Linked DNA regions of Aedes aegypti: region 2 is linked to region 1. Evidence: chromatin contacts called from public Hi-C data. All regions are on one chromosome and are shown on one strand. Each heading gives the region's core, a stretch centred on a gene start, on an enhancer-like site or on the middle of the called end of the contact. The rest is flanking DNA. Distances are from core to core; before and after follow the strand shown. Region 1 overlaps LOC5571293 (glycerol-3-phosphate dehydrogenase [NAD(+)], cytoplasmic). Region 2 holds the start of LOC5571293 (glycerol-3-phosphate dehydrogenase [NAD(+)], cytoplasmic).

Region 1 (4,645 bases), core at 1,844-4,343:
TGGGACCATTTTTCTAATCAAAGTCAAAAATTTCCATATAACGTCAAACTTCTAGCGATATGCAACGCCCTATATAATTCACAGAATCGATTTTGTCTGAAATATACTTACTTATAATAAATAAAAAACGGTTGATTTATGGTAAGTTTTGTGTCGAAACATGATGTTCAAAAAATATCTCATCAGAGATATAATTTTATTCAAATTATTATCAACTCATAATTGTGTTTGTGATGTTTGTTTTAACCGAAAAAACTTTTTAAGGTGATTTTTTCTATAAATTATGTTTTTCAATAGATGAAATATGACTCTTGTCTCTATTAACGTTCTGCAATCCAGTACTAACATCAATGATGTCAAACTGTTGTTTGGTTCTAGATTTTCATGTTTTTCTCTACCCATTATTAAAGTTACCCCAAAACAGAAAGTCGACTTTCGATTATATGAAAAATTATGGGTGCATTCAGAACAAAATTGTATGCGATCTTTCAACTGCAATCGATTACTAAGATACCAGTACTTGTTTTAAAAATAAAAATCCTAAAATCAGAATGCAGATATATTCAGATTTTCTTAAAAAAAACTATCAAAGTTACCCAGTTTTACGGTATTTATTGCTGAGCAAAAATCAAACTGAATTAGTATAGCTTTCATTTGCAACTGATTTCATGAAAATCAAATAAGAATTGGTGACACTGGGTGTTGAAGGGTTAAAAATGTATCTAGGAAAGCATCCAAGAGTTTTGTTTTTCAAAGATCCTTCCAGGGACTCATTAGGAATTTCTATAGAAGTTTCTTTAGAGATTACTTTAGGATTTTCTTTAGAAACGTCCCCTAATAATTTCTGAAAAATGCCCTTTACTTCCTCAAATGACATTTTTTAAGGAAATTCTGAGAACTTGGTGGCATTTCTGGAAAAAAGAAATCTTGAGGATGTCGTAATCGAAAAATTTAGCGAAACCGATAGAAGGATTACTGCATGAATTCGTGAAGAAGTTGAGACTTTTTCGAGTAACTGCTGGTAAAAAAAAATCTAGATACATTCACTGGAGTAATTTCTGAGGTTAATCTTAATAAATTTTGAGGTTAGTCTTAATTCAATTTTGAAGGTATTGTGAATGAAAAGTTTGGAGGAATCACATATAAAGTCCGTAATAAAATCACTCAATGAAATCCAGAAAAAAAAAACTTTGGAATAATGTCTGTAGGAAACTTTAAAAATCACCATGAAAGTTCTGGAGAAAATCATGATCGAATACATACTGTAATACGAGCAGTCGTTAAGTCACAAAACATTTAAATAAAGCTTTCCATCAATTCGGGAAAAACCGTAAATTACAAAGGATTGGGAAAATACGGGAAATACACGGAAATTTGGAGAACACATCGTGACAATATGTTTCAAAATTTCAAGCGCTATGGACAAATCTAGATCTTTTTTCAGGAGGTGCACGACTGCCTGTACTTCACATCATGACTGATCTTCCAAGAGTTGATAGAGAAATAGTTTAGGCCCTTGAAATATTACTATAAGGGTACCTAGGAACTCCTGACAAGGTTCTTGTATAGAAGCTTGTTAGATTTTCATTTAGATTCATGACAAATTTTCAATGCGATCTCTGCTAGAATCCTAACGAGAATCTAAAGCCAATAATTGACCAGTTTCTTGAAAGTTCTTTCTGAGATATCACTAAAAAAGATTATTGGTAGATTGATAATAAGATTTCAGTGGATTCTAGAAAAGATCCTTGGCTGATTTTGCTTGAAATTTTTATTAGATTCGTAGAGATTGGCGAAATGCTGAGCCACAAAACAAAAATGGAAATCTATTAAAAGACCTACTGAAATCCTGAACAGATTCATTGAGAATACCGTTTGGCGGATTTCTTGGGTTATTGATTATAATGATTATTGGTGAAGCCTTGTCTGGATTACTAGTTTGACTCTTCTTAGATCTATGAAAAAGTTCTAATGAGGCTCCTGACGAAATTTTATATGGTCTTCTACAGATTTACAGTGATTTCTTTCAATCATTCCCAACAAATTCCTTGTAATTTTTCATGGCTAGATCTTTAATGGATAAATAAATAGCGAGGTCCTTTTGGTGTTTTTTACATTCTTGGCCAAATCTTTGACAAAAACGCTTGGAAGATGTTATTTTGGATATATGTCAAACAATTATAGACAACTTCATAGGAGGTCCATGGCTAATGCATAATTCCGAAGGCATTTTGAAAAGGTTGGCTTTTGAACTTTGCCGTTTTGTGGAGGTATTATTTAAATTTAGATAGAGAGCAGAAATTTATTAATATAGTTCCAAAATCTCTAAAATTCCAATGAATTCTAGTGGTCTCTTAAATATTCCAAATAATAGTTCATATCTGTTTCAAAATTCAAACCGTTTTTAGCTCACAGTATTTTATAAGTTTAATTAAAAATAATTCATATACATATGAGTTAGAGTAAGTCCCTCAAAATTCGACCATTTTGTATCAAAGGAAGATATCGAAAATGGATGCAATGACTTGATGCAGAATTATTTTACCATCCGGGAATTAAAAATCTTTATTTGAATGAATACCCAAAAACTTAAAAATATTCTTAGTGAAAAGCCTGTTCTAACTCTTATAAACCCACAAGAATACTCCTATCTTCTGTTTTCTTTTTGTTATCTTTGCCCCAGTTTGGTCCCTTTGTAGTTCCTGTTTTGTCTCTTTTGGGTATTTTTTCTGTCTTGAAGTCTCCAAAGATTCCAAGACACTTAGTCGCCACCAGCCCTGTCATCTTAGTATGATGCATGCTGACCTTTTATCAGCGTACTTAACGTTGCTGTATTTTAATCTGCTCAGCGTCAAAGCCGGCTGATTGTGGCTCGGACTTATATTGATGGTGCTTATCTTCACCAATACCTACTTGTGTTCTAAAAGCAGTGGGATTGCTCGACATAGATTTACAAGCATTATGCAGGCACAAGTTCAACTTGCACCTACTGTCCACTTCACATTGTGGCCATTGACTTTCAGAACAGCGCACATAAGGAGCAGTCAAGTTTGCGAAATGTGACTGTTTACTGTGCCACACGGCAGAATGTGAGTCAAACACATATTGTGTAACAACCGAGGAGCTTACTTTTTTGTTGCTTCTGATTATCTGTAGGTGTGTAACAAACAAACAACCAGTAGTACCGCCAGGGGAAAGGTACGGGTTCAAGTCACTTATCTTTCTTCTATAGCTTCGTTCTGTCGACGATGCTTGAAAGTGGAGGAAAATTGCCACAATGAAGGTCACCCAACGTGGCAGTGAGATTGATGTATATTTTCATTAATGTCCCATAGCTCTCAAGTGATTGATCACCAAGATTTGAGCTGAGTATTGTCTTTATGAGTTCAATGTTCTACTGATACATGACTCTAAAGAATAATCCCCCTCGAATACATCCCATGGTAGTTGCTTCCCAGTCTTTTCCAGTTTTACTATATGTGTTGATCTGATCATGAAGCAAAAAATCCACGAAATCCCAGATACACTCCTTTCGGAGTATATAACACTAACTTTTGCAGGCAAGTACGGTCAAATCAGCAGTGACAGAACGTTTTACACCAACGCGTCAAGTACAAATTATTCCTCTGGATTTGAGGTATTTAATGAAGTTTCATTCAAACTTCAGAGTCCTTATTCCGTATATGTCGCCGAATTACTGGCGATACACTACGCATTAGAGCTAATTGCCTCGCTTCCCTCTGTTCAATACTTCTTTTTCAGGGATAGCCTTAGCTCAATAGAAGCTATTTGTTCAAAAAATACGATTTATTTTGAGGGCTCTACCGAATCACACCATCAACTTTGTTTGGGTCTCTTCTCATTGCTCGATTCCGGGCAATGAGAAGGCGGACTCAATTACTAAGGTGTATCGCCTTCAATGATGTTTTCACAATCGCTCGCCAGCAATTCACAATCAGTTGGCAACAAAAATTAAATGAAGGAGATTTGGGCAGCTTTCGAATAGATCATGGTTTAAAGGGTTCGGCATGAGTGTAGACTTTATCAAACCGCGAATTTTACGCTTCTAACATGATTTTAACCCCGTTAGACGCCGTCAGGCCTAAATAAAAGTTGAGGTAAAAAATTCGAGCTGAGTATTAATGGTATCTTCTCCGTATTCTTTTAAAGGTCGCCGTTCCGGACGTCGTGGAAGCTGCCAAGGATGCCGACATCCTCATCTTCGTCGTGCCACATCAGTTCATCCGGGGTCTGGGAGCCCAGCTGCTTGGCAAAATCAAAACCTCAGCCGTCGGTCTCTCGCTGATCAAGGGCTTCGATGTTGCCGAGGGCGGTGGCATGGAACTGATTTCCCACATCATCACCAAGCACCTGAAGATCCCCTGCTCAGTGCTGATGGGAGCCAATCTGGCCGGTGAGGTCGCAGAGGAAAAGTTCTGCGAAACTACGATCGGTTGCCGGGACATGAAGATCGCCCAAACGCTGCGGGATCTGTTCCAGACGCCCAACTTCCGAGTGGTGGTGGTAGATGACGTCGATGCGGTGGAAATTTGCGGTGCCCTGAAGAACATCGTTGCATGCGGGGCCGGGTTCGTGGACGGTATGGGACTGGGCGACAACACCAAGGCGGCCGTCATCCGGTTAG
Region 2 (4,212 bases), core at 461-2,960, 42 kb before region 1:
CTTGTTTTTATTCAATAACAAGAAAGTGCATCTTACTGCAACTACTTTAGCAATATTTCCCGCTCAAATAACGGCTATATCATGTTTAAACTTTAATTTAAAAATTGGGTCCATAAATGAACCTTGACACTTAAGATCATGTTTGACGTTCGCTTAGTCGACAAAAACACCACATGAGTTTTAGTTTTACCACTGGGGTTGTTCCTATCTGACATTTCGGAAGGGACACGGAAAACAAAATACACCCAAAATTTGAGTTTAAGCCAAGGAGTGTGACAAAATCTAAATAAATGTTTTTTGGACTCAAACCAACGGAAAACATTAGAAAATTGAGTAAACATGTGCTATTGGCCTAAACTTAAGCGTTTGGCACTAAAATTGGAACAGGGCTTTAGGACCCTATTCAAATGGAGCTCACTGTAGGAAATTTTTTGACCATTTTTTGGGCAGAAATTTTTACTTTTCTTGAGCGGAACAGCATACTTAGCTTTATGAAATAAATGCATGTGCCCAAAGAAAAAAACAACAAAGGGACATCTGTTTTCAGAATGGACCGATGCACGAGCAGGCTTCTTCCTTGCTCTTGACTTATCCTCTTTCTCCCCCTTTTAATGATCAACTACCAAAGAGAAGCGATTTTACCCACACACAAAGTGAGCGTACGAGCTCTGCGGGATGAAGAGTTCACACGTTTGTGTTTTGTTATTTTCATTCCCACAGTGGAGAAGAGCTTGTTTTGACAACCTCAGTGCTTAAAAGAGAAGGAGATTATTTTTTCCCTTTCTCAGTTAGGGGGAGAGCATGTTTTCCCATTTCTCAGTTCGGGGAAGAGCATTTCCAGACAGCTCTTCGTTGTCTCTTTGTAGCTCTTTGCCCAAAAGGGCAAAGAGGACAGCGAAATCATGCTCTTGTGTTGACGGAGAAACCAACCTCAGTTCATCCCAAAAGCAATGATGATGTGTTTGCAGAGCCTCGCAGTAAGCTAGAGCTGTCAAATGGAAGATGTGCGTTTGGATAGAGCCAACGTTTCTCTTTACTCTCTCAGCCACGGATTATTCAACCAACAGCGAATGCTGGTTCATAATTGTTGTGAGCGTACGAGGTCGCTTCATCTATCAGATCAAGATGAGCAGAATAAAGCCTGTGCACGAGTTCACTAATATGACGTTTGAGCGGTGCCGAATTCACTGGTTTCCATGGTCACATAAATAACACGGCACCGCTCAAACGTCAAATGGACCGATGCACGAGTTCACTAATTTGACGTTTGAGCGGTGCCAAATTCACTCGTTGCCTTGGTCACGTAAATAACATGGCACCGCTAAAACGTCAACTAGTGAACACGTGCATTGGTTCATAGTGAACTCGTGCATAGGTCCATAGCGTTACACACGTTATGTGTTAGTTCATAAGAGTTCGATTTTGTGCGTATCATTTAAATGTTTAAATGTGTATTTCACATTATTCAACCTTTTATGGATTTTAAATGAAAATTTCATAACAATATTGAAACACCTATACAAATTTAGAGTTGCACTTTTTGATTTTCAACCACCAGACAATTTGTCCTTCAGCGTTTGTCTATTTGTCTGTGCTGCAAATGAAACGTCATCATATTTCTGTTGTTTTTCTTTCGTTTGTGTTGTGTAGTGGTGTGTGTGTCCATCCGCGTCGGGCTCGGGATTCTTGTTCGGCTGCGCCAGTTCTGTCAGGCAGTTTAGTTCTCTTCCATCATTCGTGCGCTTCGGTTCGAGGTTCTACAATTTTAAATTCAACTTCTATCAGCAGGGCTAGAAAAGTTTGTAGGAAATCCCTACCCCATCAACATCAGTTGGAAGTGCAGTGCAATCGGTTCTATTATCACTCATAGGTATAGCCAGCTCCGAGTATTTGGTCGCGGTCGGTTTTAAAGATAGAAGCGTTGTTTTGGTCGCGCGCCACACGAAGTTATATAAAGACTGCCTCTTACATTTTGTGTCTACGGATTGTGTCACCAGTGCTCTTGGTTGGCCGCAGTATTCCTTCGGAGTTTGTCAGCGGAAGTTGTGCTTTTCTTTTCTGTGTCTAGTTCGTTCCCTTCGAATCTTCCCTTCTTATCATGGCTGATAAAGTGAAAGTGTGTATCGTTGGATCAGGAAACTGGTAAGTGATGGGATAGTTATAGATAAATTCTTTAAGCGCAAAAAATCATCTCAAATGGTAATGCGTCTTATTATGTTCTGGGGATTTAGCTGTAGGGCAAACCTTTTTCAGGATATTGTTACGTAAACCTCAAAACCTATAGGGTGCTAATGGCGAAATGTGGAACGAACAAAGGATCACAACCGATTATGCTTTCTTCTTTGGTTGGTGATAATGGCGGATAATGAAAAGACTTTTTTGTGATAAAAGGGAATCTCGTAGTCAATAGTAGGTCACTGAATTTTAATGTCCCACGAATTCGAATACGGCCCCCGTACGGTCAAATTTAAATGAACGAAACGCGAAAAGCGTCCAAAAGTTTGTTTACATCACACTGTTGCGAATTTATCAAAAAAGTGTGTCGACCACCGTTCGCAATACAATATGAGATGGATTGTAAAATTATATTGGTTCGAAATCTTCTTCGCGATGGTTGGTTAGCTAACTTTAGAGAGAGCGTGCGAAAGATCGTTGGTTGGTGGCTGATGATGCATCGTCAAATCTGAATGTCTTGCCCCAATAGAATAAGCAGGAAAAAACTGCTCAGCGGGACCTTGACCATTCAAGACACTTTTTTTTGTCCTTGAAAAGAAGATTGATTACTTACAATATTTTGCGGCTTGTGAAAGGTAGTCTTAGTAATTAATGGTGGAAATTATCACGTTGTACAAGATGTGTTATAAATTACGAATTTTGACACAGCAAAAAAAGCTTGTCGAACTTATTGGAAAAGATATAGCTACTCCATTACAATTATTAAAATTTGTATGACATGTTATCCACCATAATGAATAAAAGGGATTGATAGGTGTAAAGGTAACATGGCCTTAATTCTATCAGTGATCTTATCATCTCTTTAGAATATGCGTCCTTAGAGGTCAGTTGGATACATTACCGGTGAAGAAAAGTGCTCTGCCAGAATGCATTCGATTTTTCGTCAATTGCTAATTATTTTCATAGACTCTGTACTATGAAGAACTCAAATATATTAAAAAAGTGATTAAATACGAGATCAGGATCATGTTTATTAGTCTTATTAAAAAAAATCAGAACAATCATTCAAAATTAAGCTCATATGCACATTTGTTACTGTTTCGCACTCTTTGTTTGTGGTGTTAAGTTTTGTAAAACTATATGTAAATTATGAGATTTGAAAAAGTAGCAGGAATATGTTGTGCTTAGTTTGACGCATCCAATAATTTTGTTTTTGCAGTTTCTAACTAACTGTCGCTATAGAAGATACCATGTTTTTGGCTAAATATACCGGGTTGATATACGATGATTGTTGATTTTTTCACTGATTCATAGGGTGGTTCAAAAAATTGTGTTTTGCTCCACACCGATCATTGGATTCTAGATCAAATTCTGAGCTTCCTCCCAACATTTGAGCTCATTTGGATAAAAACTACGACTGCACAAAACCTTGTAGTTAGTATGAGAATTACTATGGGAAAAGCAAGGTCAGTGTTTGGTCACGTGCGCTTGAGAGTTAGAGCAACGCCGATACTGTTAGATATATTAGTCAGCTACAACTTTGCCGCAGACCGTTTTCAAATCGGTGGCCTCAGTAATATTTATTTATTTATTTTTGTATGATTTGAAAATCTTCGGCTTTAATAATTGAGCTGCTCTTTGTATGCACGCACTGACAAGCATAAATCAGAAAGGGTTATTCGATAATTTGATCAACCTAACTCAAAACAGCTTGGCATTGTTTAATAGGGCTAGAAACAGTGTTCTTATATCAACTGTAGTAGATACAGCAATGAAAAAATGGAATATATTGCATCGCATTTTTCTTAAATCCTTCCGAGCGTTAGATACGTCGTTTTGGACAATTATATGCGTGTAACTTTTTTTGTGTGTATATGATTGACGACCCGGAATACCATTACCCGGAAAAAAACATTTGCCGGAACGTACTATTCACCGGAATGCACCATTACCCGGAAGGCCAAATCTTCCATTATCGACGACCTTTTTCAGTAGCATTTCTACAGTTAATAGCTGAGAGTTTGACAAATATGTAAA

What was found. A called contact is a pair of places that touch in the nucleus more often than the background predicts.
Region 2: a contact with region 1 is called in a Hi-C map of whole pupa, with 2.5 times the contacts expected there. The contact joins the promoter of LOC5571293 here to the enhancer-like site in region 1. A contact is called at or near these places in 2 of 2 Hi-C or Micro-C datasets (whole body and whole pupa).

The regions. Positions count from the first base shown.
Region 1 is chr2:21,115,234-21,119,878 of AaegL5.0, reverse strand. It overlaps LOC5571293 (glycerol-3-phosphate dehydrogenase [NAD(+)], cytoplasmic), which reads left to right. Exons shown (of 6, transcript XM_021840158.1): 3 at 4,171-4,645. Among protein-coding and RNA genes, the nearest start is that of LOC5571294, 34 kb to the right of the region's middle. Within about 2 kb of position 3,093, at least 2 of the 3 cell types and tissues checked have open chromatin away from gene starts, as enhancers often do.
Region 2 is chr2:21,156,708-21,160,919 of AaegL5.0, reverse strand. It overlaps LOC5571293 (glycerol-3-phosphate dehydrogenase [NAD(+)], cytoplasmic), which reads left to right and starts at 1,710. Exons shown (of 6, transcript XM_021840158.1): 1 at 1,710-2,142. The coding sequence starts at 2,099.